2 separate regions of the Mus musculus genome follow, and region 2 is linked to region 1. The links are chromatin contacts, called in public Hi-C maps. All regions are on one chromosome and are shown on one strand. Each heading gives the region's core, a stretch centred on a gene start, on an enhancer-like site or on the middle of the called end of the contact. The rest is flanking DNA. Distances are from core to core; before and after follow the strand shown. Region 1 has its middle 96 kb from the start of Lonrf1. Region 2 has its middle 65 kb from the start of Trmt9b.

Region 1 (6,240 bases), core at 2,798-5,297:
ATCTAGGAAGCTCGCTCATAAACCATCCCACAACCAAGTGAAGCAAAGGTGAGTAGTTTCTGTTATTCCAGTTTCTGGGTTCACACTCACTACCCAGCCTCCATAGCACGGCTCTCAGGGGGAAAAAGCCACTTGGTTTGCGTTCAGACAACTTCAAGCTTAATGTGTTTTATCTTGATGATTAAATAGCTCGAGCCTGCTGCATCAAAGCTGAGACGTACCTTCCCATGTTCTCCGCTTGTAGAATTCAACTCTAGCTGTAGTCCATCCACGTTCCTTGTTAGTTTTACTAAATCATGATAAGAAGTGGTGCCAAATAAGCCAGTCTCCTGGAAGAGGGAACCTCCACCTCTGTACCACTGGGAATGGCTTCATTAATTTTTAATGTATCCTGCTTATAACCCAAGCCTGCCAAAGCCCAGACTGGGAAAGGAGACTCACAGTGCAGCCCTGTGGCCACTCATTGGGGTCAAGAAACCGTGAAAGCGTGGGGAGTCGGTCAATGAAGAGAGAGATATAAATCTCTAAGGGCAGCCAAAGCTTGAGTCTGGTACCTCAGTGTGGTAAGGAAAGAAACCTTGTACACAGTGCATGGTCCAACCAATCTGAAGTATCATAAGTAGAGAGGCAAATAGTTATCAGGGGCTTCTCAGTATTCGAGAGTATTCGAGAGAGAGTAAATTTAAGTATTTACTTAAACTAAATAAACTTAGCGGCAATTCCAGGCTGCAGTTATCGTCAGAATATGCACATAAGGGGGTCAGTATACAGTCACCCCTCAGCATTGGTGGAGTACTTGTGTCAAGGTTCTTGCTGATCAGACTAGATCATTCAAGCTCCAGAGGTACAAGTTCCTTAAAAACAATGGCACAAAATTTGGATATAATCCATGTGTATCTCCCCAAAGAGTTTATTTGACAACTTCATACACGTATACTTTGATCGTATTCATTTCCTCCCATCCGCCTCCATGCCCATACCACTCTTTCTAGAACTCTTGTTTCCTAATCCCTCTCTCCACCTTTTTCCCAATCTGGCACTCATCCTTGCTCTTGACCACAGGGTTTAATTTGGATTGCTTGCAAGTGTATGTGTGTAGGGTTATTTACTGGCCCTTGGGAAAGTTACTGGTGGCCACAATCCTGAAGAAATGTGACGGCCTCTTTCTCAGCTGTCACTGGTTGCCAGTAGCTCCCCAAGGCTAGAACCTCGTGTGCCTTTCCCCATCTATGCTGAAATAGTTAATAGACTTTGTCCCGTTCAGGTCACTGTAGCTGCTGTGGTTTCATAAGTTCTGTCACCCATGACTCTTCCAAATCCTTTTGAGTTCTTTCTGCCCTCTTTTTATATTCAAAGAAGAACGGTGACACATTAAAGGGACAAACTTTAAAAGTCCTTGTTGAACATATCTGGGACAATGTGCGTTTCAGCAGCTGCTGGTTAGTTTTTGCCAACTTGACAAACTAGAGTTCCCTGGAAATAGGGAATGTCAGCTGAGGAATTGTACCCACCCAATTGGGTGGGCACCCTTGTGGTACATTGTTCTGATGGTGCCACCGCTGGGTGAATGGTCTTGAGAGATATAAGGACATCACACAAGTAAGGCATGAAGAACGAGTCAGTAAGCAGCTTCCCTCTGTGGTCTCGGCTTCTCTTGATGACAGACTGTACCCTTCCCCAAGTTGTTTCTGGTCAGTGTCTTATCAATGAAGACAGAAACTCAAGGAGGACAGTAACCTTGGTGACTCCGAATCCACTGTCTAAAATAGGAAACTGTAAACCTGCATTGATTGTAATAAATTATGAATTCCATGAGAAAGGATATATCATTCTGAAAGTGCATCTACACAGAACACTCACTCATTACAAAGGTGAGGACAGTATCTTTACATTGGAGAAGACTGACAGGTATTGGACTTAGTCAAGTAACTGAAGGACATCATCAATAGTAGGACAAATCAAAATAGCACATCATCGATGTCTGTGATGTACCTGCCAACAACAACATAAACCATCCAAGATTGAAAGCATGCATCCCAGGGCGCATGTGTGAAGGTCAGAGGACCACTTGTTCAAATCGGTTCTTGTTTCTCCCTTTCTACTACGTAGATCCTGGGAATCAAGCTCACATCATTAGCCATGGTGGTGCCTTTACCCACTGAGCAATCTTTCCAGCTGTATACATAAGTTTTAAAGTGCATGTGTGAGTGCCCCACCGTGTGTGTGTGTGTGTGTGTGTGTGTGTGTGTGTGTGTGTGTGTGTGTGTGTGTGTGATGTATGCAGGCCCAGGTGTACAGATTCCAGAGGAAGATGTCGCTATCCAGCTATCTTATGCTTCCTGGAGATACACCCATTCTCTGAACTCGAAGCTAGTCTGGCAACCAGCAATCCCCAGCAATCCTCTTGCTTCCACCCCCACCAACACTGGCATTATAAGGGTATGTGGTTACATATAACTTAGTATGTAGGTACTAGGGATTTGAACTCATGTCTCTACGCTTTCATAGCAAGTTCCTTAGCCCACTGAGCCCTCCCCTCATCCCCTGCATATGTTTCTTTCAACATAATTCTGTTGTAATTTCCCAGCCTTAGTCTTTTTCCCCATAGGTTTATATGTATGTATGTGTATCATTGTTGTGACTTGTATGACAAATGCCACTTAAGCTTCTTATGCTACCTAGTTTCAGGGGATTCAAGCGTCACATAGAGAAAAAGGCCTGCTGCAGCCATGGGTTGTGGGAATGTATAACGGAGTCTTCCTCCACAGTGGAGACCAGATGATACAGGCCAGAGCCAAAAGTGGGTGTGACGTTCAGGGTCCGTCCATAGCGAGCTACTTTCACTAGGTAGGCTCCACCTCTTAAAAGCTCCACACCCTTTGAAATAATGCCCAAAGCTGAGGAACAACTATACAAAATATGAGCACGGACACAGGTCATATCCAAACCATTACAGTCTAAGAATAAGAATATTCCTTTACATAATTATGACCCAAGGATCAGATTCAAGAAATGTAACATTGATATAATACTCTGTCTGATGTAAAGTCTGTATATATAATTTTTTCTAATTATCTCAGTCTTTTTATTTGTTTGCTTGTTTTTGTTTTTTGTTTTTCAAGACAGGGTTTCTCTGTATAGCCCTGGCTGTCCTGGAACTCACTCTGTAGACCAAGCTGGCCTCAAACTCAGAAATCTGCCTGCCTCTGCCTCCCAAGTGCTGGGATTAAAGGCGTGCACCACGACTGCCCATCCAGTCTTTCTTTCTTAAGACAAGGTCTGGCTATAAACCCCAGGCTGGCCTCGAACTTAATTAAAGCTTTGCTCCTAGCTCCTGGGTAATGGCAGTGAAGGGACATGTGTCCCACCATGTGCCAAGGGCAATTCATGCTTATAACAACTTCTTTTCCTGGTTTGGGATCATGCATCATGTCTGTTGCCTTTGGGGCTAAAATGGGTCAGGCTCACTTTGTCTTAAAAATATTGACAGTTGCCTTCTGTGATGTTCCTCATATCCAGATGTTTCCACTGAATTATTTTTTCATCTATTCTCTCTCCTTCATGCCAGTTTTCCAATGTGTACTTTTCTTTGCCCCCCTTGGGTTCAACTAAGTTGCATAAACAGATATCTGTGTTGATGGATAGATTTTTTTTTATAACATAAGCTTCTCTTATTTTTTTTTACCTTGTTGAATATGTTATGGATCAACACCTGAAGAGTTTGAATAATTTGAAATTAGATAAATGAAACAAGGGACTAGTAGAGACATATTAAGTATTTGCCATTGATTGAACAATTAAGATGAACTCAATACAGCAAAATGCAAACCACAGCTTTACCAACTGTCAGGTGCACAATGTGTGCTCAGCACTAACTGCCAATGGCGTCTTTCTAAAGTACCTCTGAGAGAGGACAATGCTTTTTCTGTCCTATGGTGGTGGTGTTGGGGGGTGGGGTGGGGTGGGGTGGGGGTGGGGTCTTCCTTAAGTTCTTCCTCTGTTGTGCTGGTTTGTGGTTGGTTTCTCACACCCGCAGGTGTGACAGAACCTGGTTACTGCAGGGGATGCGTGAGGATTTGGAAGGCAGGGAGCTCATCAAAAAGAAAAGACAGGAACAGCTTGAGAGGAAGAGGTTACTAAGTGTACCGGGCATCTGGTGGGATATCTGGTGGGATGGGATGGCAAGCAAGGTGAGGGCTCATGCTACGTACAGAAAGGGATGCATGGGAAACTCATGGGAACCCAAAGCTCTTGGTTCAGTCACTAACCGTGTAGCAGTAACAAACCCTAAGATTCAGAGGGCAGCATCCTCGCCCTCACCCTCAAGAGCAGCCACTGGTTTATAACATGGAAACACAGTAGTGCGCAGGTTAACAGGAATGTGTTTTCATTTAGAAATATCTGCTCATCTGGAAGGGCAGGGCCCTCATCCTAGGCCTATGACAAGTCAAGGTTTTTGATGATTTCTGTTACATAAGAGGTACACAATATTAGTTCACATATCCCACTGCTTAAAACCCCCACCAAAGGAGAAGGTTTGTGCTTAAATAATTGAATAAGTTAAGATTCTTTCCAAAACTTCTAAGTGGCTACCCAAGACAATGACAGATTAATGACAGATTAAGTGTTAAGACTTCGTAGACATTAGCAGTTGGCATCCCTTCGGTTGCTGAGCCCATACTGCCCCCTGGTGTTCCCTGGGCATCTCTGTTTTGTAGGCCAGTTGACGTGGTATTTCCTGTTGCCTGCTGGCTGGACAGTGCACTGCAGGTCTCACCTGTGAGAGGCATCATTTTCACTGACTATCATCTTTTTGGTATTTTGGTGTCTAGCATGCTGTGCCTAGCAAAGTGTCCACTAGTAGTTCAATGAATAAATGACACGAGTCTCTCAAACTAAAAAATGTGCAGCTACTGTAAACATTGTCCTTACTCCCCCTCAAATTGCCAATGTTCTTGATCCACCCTTGGTCCAAGTCTCCATCACTTCCTGCCTGGACTAGTTCTCACGTCTTCCCTTCCTCCCACCCCCAGCCCATGAAACTCTAGCTATCACTTTCTTCAACACCGGCAGTGTTGCCTTTCTCTGTCGGCGATGCATAGACGCTAGAGTGTAGAGGGCATATGGCTATACTCTTTCATTTTGGCAGTGCTAGGGACAAAACCCAGGATCTGGCTCTGGAAACTCATACTTTCAGGCCAGATAAAGTTGTGAAAGTTTTTGTCTATAGGCTGCAGGGCACTCTTGCTACTTGCAGCTGGGTAAGCTGCCATACTAGTCCCCAGTTGCTTCATCTACAAAATGAAGATGACAGCCACTTGCTTGAGGTGCGCACTGAGTTGCCAAGGCTTGTGGGAGAACACACATTTCTTCCTGTTGTTATTTTTAAGCACTTGTTTGTGCTTTGGAAACAGTCTTAATACAATGTTATATAGTCTAGGCTGGCCATGAACTCAGTAACCACCTGCTTCAGTCTCCCTAGGACTGAGATTGTAGGAATGTCCTAACACACTTGGCTAAGAATGTTCTTTGGAGAGACTGCTTAGAATTGCTGCCTGGGTTAGGAAACATTGTGACGGTATTTCTTTCATGTACAATGGGCAAGGCTATTTGGCTGTCTCTGTAAGTCTAGGTTACTATGTTGGTAATGTTTTGAAGTCCAGATCACTTCATCTTGTGCAGGGATCAGGATGTAAGGTTGAGGCAGTTTGGAGGAAAGGAGATATAGATGGGAAAGTTCTTGTAAAAGAAGAGAAGCGTTAGGTGTAGGATATTCCAGCTTGTCTTCAGTTCTCTGTGTACTTATCTTTGCCTCCTACTGCCCAGAAAAGTATGTTGCCAGCATGAGTGTGATGAAGTTTATGGGAACAAACAGAAGAGAGAAAATTCCAGACTGGCACAAAGACAGCAGAGAAAGGAAGAGCTGGTGACTAACTCAGCCAGTGAGAAGAAATTAGAAGAGGAGACAAGAGTCTCCTGCCCTTACCCATCACTCACTCACACACACACACACACACACACACACACACACACACACACACACACACACACACACACAGAGGCTCTCTCTGAAAGCTCCTGAAGTATTGTGATAGGTGTTTGAGGGCTTTGAGCTTTATGGGGAATGGAGGCTCATGGTATTTTATCTTGGTATTGAAGGAGACAGACCCATAGAAAGCCGAAGAGCTTGGAAGCATCTGGGTTACATCAAAAAGCACTTCACACCAGGCCTAGGATCAA
Region 2 (6,240 bases), core at 1,603-4,102, 180 kb after region 1:
AAACTTTTAGCTTCAACTTTCCAGCGTGGTTCTCCACTCTCCACTCTTGAGAAATCAGGCTTATACTCCATTGAGATGCTAGTCCTCAAAGGGTTCATCAGCAGAGAGGAAGGCTTGAACAGCCTTCCTAGCAGGGATCCTGTTGGGGCATGAGCAGGCCCCTACATGCTATCCCAGGAGAAGAAGGAGCCTGATCTGGGGTGGCCCCTCCTGTCACGGTGGCTCTGGTCAGGGACAGCTGGTTGAGAAGCTGCACAGAGCAGTCTTAAAGCAAGGCTCACTTAGCATGAGAGTAGAACCACTGCCTGTAAATGGCACGCCGGGCCACCTGGGCTCAGGGCCACATGTGAGACAGCTGCCTCCAACCCGATGCACACAAGGGGCGCGCTGCCTAAGGCCAGAACCCCCAGATGCAGATGAGTTTCTCACCATAAGCAATGTAGTCACATGTCAGAGCTCCACGGCAAGTCCAAGTGGCAGTGAAAGCCGACACTAAAACTGGGAATCCAAGCAACTTGCCCTCCACAAGAGCAGCGCAGCGTGCTGGCAGAGGTGGTGGAGAATGGTCCTTCCCCTCACCCCCCCCCCACCCCCGCCCCGTACATCTGCAACCTCAGAGGGAGGAGCTTGAGGGAGAGCCCTGGTGCTGTGTCACAGCCATCACAGGGCTCAAACGTAGCTGCATCAAGGAAGAGACATAAAGCAGGGCTGGTGAGATGGCTCAGTGGGTAAGAGCACCTGACTGCTCTTCCAAAGGTCCAGAGTTCAAATCCCAGCAACCACATGGTGGCTCACAACCATCGGTATCGAGATCTGACTCCCTCTTCTGGAGTGTCTGAAGTCAGCTACAGTGTACTTACATATAATGAATAAATAAGTCTTAAAAGAGAGAGAGAGAGAGACATAAAGCAGAGTGGACAGAATTCAGTTCCTTATTGATGAACGGGCTGACTTAAAAACTTCATTTCTGGCCTCCTCCTGACCCCGAAGTTGTATGGCTACGAGATTTTTTCATCCCACAATCCCTTGCGCCCTTCCTTTCCAGATTGGGCCGGCCAGAATGGCTCCCACAAAGAAGGGTGTCAAGAAGAAGGGCCATTCTGTCATTGGTGAGGGAAGGTCCTGAGTTCAAATACCAGCAGCCACCATCCACAACCACCCATAATGAGATCTGACCCCCTCTTCTCCGGTGTCTGAAGACAGCTACAGTGTAGTCACATATAATAAATAAATACTTTTTAAAAGAATGAAGTGAGCTCCTCGAGCACTAAATTCAAAATTTTACCCTGAAGGAAATGGGGACTACAGATGTGCGCATTGACACCAGGCTCAATAAAGCCATCTGGGCCAAGGGAATAAGAAATGTCCTGTATCACATCTGAATAACTTTGTCCAGAAAACATAATCACCAAGAGAAGCTCAATTTATGTGCCTGTTACCATATTCAAAAATCTCCAGACGGTCAATGTGGATGAGAACTAACCGGATGGATGGATGTGGAATAAGTTGCAGAACTGCCCAAATAAAAAATAAAAATAAAAACTCCCCTTCTTTACATGTTTGTTGAACAACTTATGAACATTCTATATAGGCAAGGGGCTTTTTAGAAACCTTTGAGGACTTAACGAGAGTCAAATTTAGTTCTCAGTCTTGACCAATTAAAAGCCAGCAAGATATGGGGCTGGAGAGTTGGTACAAAGGTTAAGAGCACCAATTACTCTTCCAGAGAACCTTAGTTTGATTATCAGCATCCACATGGTGGCTCATAATCGTGTGTAACTCTGGTTCTAGAGTATCCCACACCCTCTTCAGGTACCTGGCACCTATGGGGTGCACATATGTGCATGTAGACAAAACACTCATATCGTAAGGTTAACAATTTAAATTTGAAAAAGAAGAAGAAGAAGAAAAGAAGGAGAAGGAGGAGGAGGAGGAGGAGGAGGAGGAGGAGGAGGAGGAGGAGGAGAAGGAGAAGGAGAAGGAGAAGGAGAAGGAGAAGGAGAAGAAGAAGAAGAAGAAGAAGAAGAAGAAGAAGAAAAGAAGAAGAAGAAGAAGAAGAAGAAGAAGAAGAAGAAGAAGAAGAAGAAGAAGAAAAGAAGAAGAAGAAGAAGAAGAAGAAGAAGAAGAAGAAGAAGAAGAAGAAGAAGAAGAAGAAGAAGAAGAAGAAGAAGAAGAAGAAGAAGAAGAAAGACTAGTTAGTCCCTTAAGGACAACGTCAGTAGACGGAAGGCAAGGAGTTGGAACAGTTCTTAAAGGATTCTGGGAGACTCTGAGTCATTTGTTGATGGCAACAATGGTATCTTTCATTATGCCGGCTCTAGAGATCAGAAATCTTTATAGTACCATGTATTTCTGAGGGTAGCTGTCACTGATAGATCTGTATAGACAAACGCTGAGACTCTCAAAGGCTACACCACTTCTATGGACAGTGAAGGCTTTGTCCTGAACCGTTATTACAAAACCCACAAGAAGGTGGTTTTGCAGGGGACAGAAAAAGGCAAAGACACCCGAGAAACAGATTGCAGCTTGATTCTCATGATTATGACCACCAGGGTGATAGATTCAGGCCTTCCCTGCTTGTTGTACGCGTTTATTTTCTTCACTGTTAGAGAGGCATTGGGATATTCTGGACAGGTGCTTATAAACACTCTCTGGATAAGAGAGCAGCTGGCATTTGGAAGGGAAGGAAGCCAAGGGGGAGACACAGCGGTGGGAGCTCGGTATATTTAGTATATTTAGAAGTAGAAATAAGACTATGTGAGACTAAAAGAACGCGGAGCCTAATTAAGAGAGCGGTTGGAGAAGAGGAAAACTGGCGGAACCGGTTTTATCCTAGACAAGATCGGCGGGAGGTACGCGTGGGAACTCTGAAATGTGGAGAGAGACTGCCCTCTTCTGGACAACTGAAAGCTTCCTTTGAAGCCCTGGACTGATCAAAATGTTGTTAACTAAAGGTGAATGAATCCACCTTCACTAGGTCTTTCAAATAAAAGGTAACTAATAAGTGGGTGCCCAGGTAGGAATTCAAGCGGACCCCCCCCCAAAAGGTCTATAAAGACAGGCTGATGTATCTTCAATGTGGATCACTGAGAAGTCAAGCGATTTGGGAATAGAATGCCACTTAGTTGAACCCATGTACTTCTGGACGCCTGTGACACTTCTGCTCGGCTGGCTGTGAGTCACTGAGAAAGTCACCTGCATTAGAAGCCTTTCCTTGGCTCTCCTTTCAGTATGGAAACAGACCTCAGTGCTAGTTACAAAGAGATGCGACGCAAAGTCAGGACAAGCAACCACGCTAGTTAACTAGTTACGCTGATAGATATGTCCATGACCTTACTTTGACCTTTGCAAAATGCACATATAACACGTACCCCATAGATGTGCATGATTATGTATCAACAAAATAAAAAATAAAAGGGAAAAAGAATCATAAATAGCAGCAGCAAGCACCACAAAAAGACTGAGAACCTTAATACACGCCAGTGAACAGGATGCACCTGGGACTCTGCAGTTCAGACCTTCCACATCTGAATCCTTTTAAACATGTAGTCCTGTGAAGGGACTCCTCTGTGTGCAGAGGCAAGCCTCCATAGCTCTCCACAGAGAGACTACTCTCCCTGCCTGTGCCTCGCCGCACGTCTTCTCAAGAGACAACCAGTACTGTGTCCACGCAAACACCCAAGTGTCTCCTGAACATATCATGCCTGGAAGGTTTTGCACAACGACCTGCCAAGGGATCTAGGGTCCAGCTACCCACAGTGTGTTTTACAGACAGCATGAACCTCATCCGGGACCCTAGAAGCACAATGCCCTAGGGTTTCTATTGCTGTGATGAAACACAATGAGCAAAAACCAAGTTGGGGAGGAAAGGGCTAATTTGGCTTACACATCTACATTATAGTCCATCATTGAAGAAAGCCAGGACAAGAACTCAAAGGGGCCAGGCGTGGTGGCACATGCCTTTAATCCCAGCTCTCGGGAGGCAGAGGCAGGTGGATTTCTGAGTTCAAGGCCAGCCTGGTCTACAGAGTGAGTTCCAGGACAGCCAGGGCTATACAGAGAAACCCTGTCTCAGAAAGAAAGAAAGAAAGAAAGAAAGAAAGAAAGAAAGAAAGAAAGAAAGAAAGAAAGAAAGAAAGAAAGAAAGAAAGGAAGGAAGGAAGAAAGAAAGAAAAGAAAAGAAAAGAAAAGAAAAGAAAAGAAAAGAAAAGAAAAGAAAAGAAAAGAAAAGAAAAGAAAAGAAAAGAAAAGAAAAGAAAAGAGAATTCAAAGGGGTCAGGAACCTAGAGGCAGGAGCTGACACAGAGGCCATGAAGGGGTGTTGCCTGACTGGCTTGCTCCCCATGGCTTGCTCAACCTGCTTTCTTATAGAACTCAGAACCACCAGCCCAGGGATTGCACCATCCACAATGTGCTGGCGCCTCCCAAATCAGACATTAATTAAGAAAATGCCTTATAGCCAGATCTGCTAGAAGCATTTTCTCAAGTGAGGCTCCTTCTTCTCTGATGACTTTAATGTGTGCCAAGTTGGTATAAAACCAGCCAGTACACATAAAGTCAAAACCTGCTCATTTGCAGACCACCAAGCTCCAACAGCGAGGTTCAAGAAACATTCTAAAGACCTCCCATTCAGGCTTCCATTAACACCTCAGGTAATTCCCCTTCTGAGAAGCCTCACTTAGGCAACCCCTCTTCACCCCGTCAATGGAAATAACAGAGGTCATCTAAAGTGTAGTTAAAAGTGAGGCGACTCACTTGGGAGTAGACTGTCAGGGCATTGCCAGAGGAAACTTTGAGTATATGGACTGGATGTTCTTAAAGACAAAGCAGGGAAACCTCACAAGATATTTTAATACAATAATTCCTGTCCACAGCACTGAAACTCACAGGAGATGCCAGCCTGGTGTTGATGTGTCCATCACTATGCAGCTGTTAGCACAGAAGCAAGTTTTGTGTGAGATTGCAGTGGTCCTTGTGCAAAATTGTGGTCTGGGAAGCCTTTTTCTCTAAAGCCATCGTACTTACGGGAGACCTTCCTGAATAATGTCTTGTCTGGTTGACGCATGTGACTCCATTTTGATTCTGGGAGCTTCCACATGAAGTTGCCTTTGAAGAATGAATTCCTCTCCTCGATCCACCGGTGTTTCCAGATTTATGGCACTCTTATAGAAAGAACTTACAAACAAGCCACACTAAGGAAGTCTTGCTAAAAAGTCACAGTGCAGCCGGGCGTGGTGGCGCACACCTTTAATCCCAGCACTCGGGAGGCAGAGGCAGGTGGATTTCTGAGTTCAAGGCCAGCCTGGTCTACAGAGTGAGTTCCAGGACGGCCAGGGCTACACAGAGAAACCCTGTCTCGAAAAACAAAACAAAACAAAACAAAAGTCACAGTGTACACCCATATGGGTTTCTCAAGAGACCTTTTCTCTCTCTTTCCCTGGCATTTGGATAGCTCATCCTATGGGGGGAAAAACTTTAATAAGAGGAGAACTATTCATAATTGAAACATGGAATTCCAGGAATGGATGGAGATCTACCTACCTCCCAACCTCTAACCCCCCAATCCAATATACTTAGCTTGTTGATTGATTGATTGATTGATTGATTGATTGATTTTTGACAGGGTTTCTCTGTGTGGTCCTGGAACTCACTCTGTAGACCAGGCTTGGCCTCAAACTCAGAAATCCTCCTGCATCTGCCTCCCAAATCTGGGATCAAAGGTGTGCACCACCACCACCTGGGAGAGGATCGAGGTTTCAGGAAGTGAAGATACAGAGAGGAAGAAGAGAGGCGTCCCTGACCAGGAATCAAACCTGGGCTGCAGCTGTGAGAGCACTGAATCCTAACCACTAGGCCGCCAGGGAGCATCCCTATATACTTAGTGGTTTTGTCCTTATATAGGGTTTAGAGATGTGTGGCTTTATCACATGGTGGAAGCAGCCACTATTACATGACTAGTGACATGGAAACTCCATTAAAGTGCACGAAGCATGTGCCATTTTTGTTTTGTTTTGTTTGTTTTTTGAGACAGGGAAAGTATAGCCCTGGCTGTCCTGGAACTCATTTTGTAGACCAGACTGGCCTCGAACTCAGAAATCCGCCTGCCTCTCAGAATCTGAGTTCTGGGATTAAAGGCGTTAGCCACTTTTCCATGATAGGTATCCATGACCAATGTCCTCCATTACTATGGCTCCATCAGCCTCCATTCACTGCTGCAGTCTGGTTCCTTCTTTCCTCTGT

The links. A called contact is a pair of places that touch in the nucleus more often than the background predicts.
Region 2: a contact with region 1 is called in a Hi-C map of the P5424 cell line, with 4 times the contacts expected there. The contact joins two enhancer-like sites. A contact is called at or near these places in 2 of 39 promoter capture datasets (the 3T3-L1 cell line and 3T3-L1-derived adipocytes), 2 of 15 datasets of contacts at CTCF or cohesin (embryonic stem cells and large pre-B cells), 59 of 484 Hi-C or Micro-C datasets (the BV-2 cell line, the G1E-ER4 cell line, the HPC-7 cell line and 39 more) and 13 of 115 datasets of contacts at active chromatin or transcription factors (bone marrow-derived dendritic cells, embryonic basal ganglia, embryonic forebrain and 7 more).

The regions. Positions count from the first base shown.
Region 1 is chr8:36,342,419-36,348,658 of GRCm38.p6, forward strand. No RefSeq gene overlaps it. Among named protein-coding and RNA genes, the nearest start is that of Lonrf1, 96 kb to the left of the region's middle. Within about 2 kb of position 4,048, at least 9 of the 459 cell types and tissues checked have an H3K27ac peak or open chromatin away from gene starts, as enhancers often do. A contact at or near this core is called in the P5424 cell line, where this site is marked.
Region 2 is chr8:36,520,234-36,526,473 of GRCm38.p6, forward strand. No RefSeq gene overlaps it. Among named protein-coding and RNA genes, the nearest start is that of Trmt9b, 65 kb to the left of the region's middle. Within about 2 kb of position 2,853, at least 22 of the 459 cell types and tissues checked have an H3K27ac peak or open chromatin away from gene starts, as enhancers often do. A contact at or near this core is called in the P5424 cell line, where this site is marked.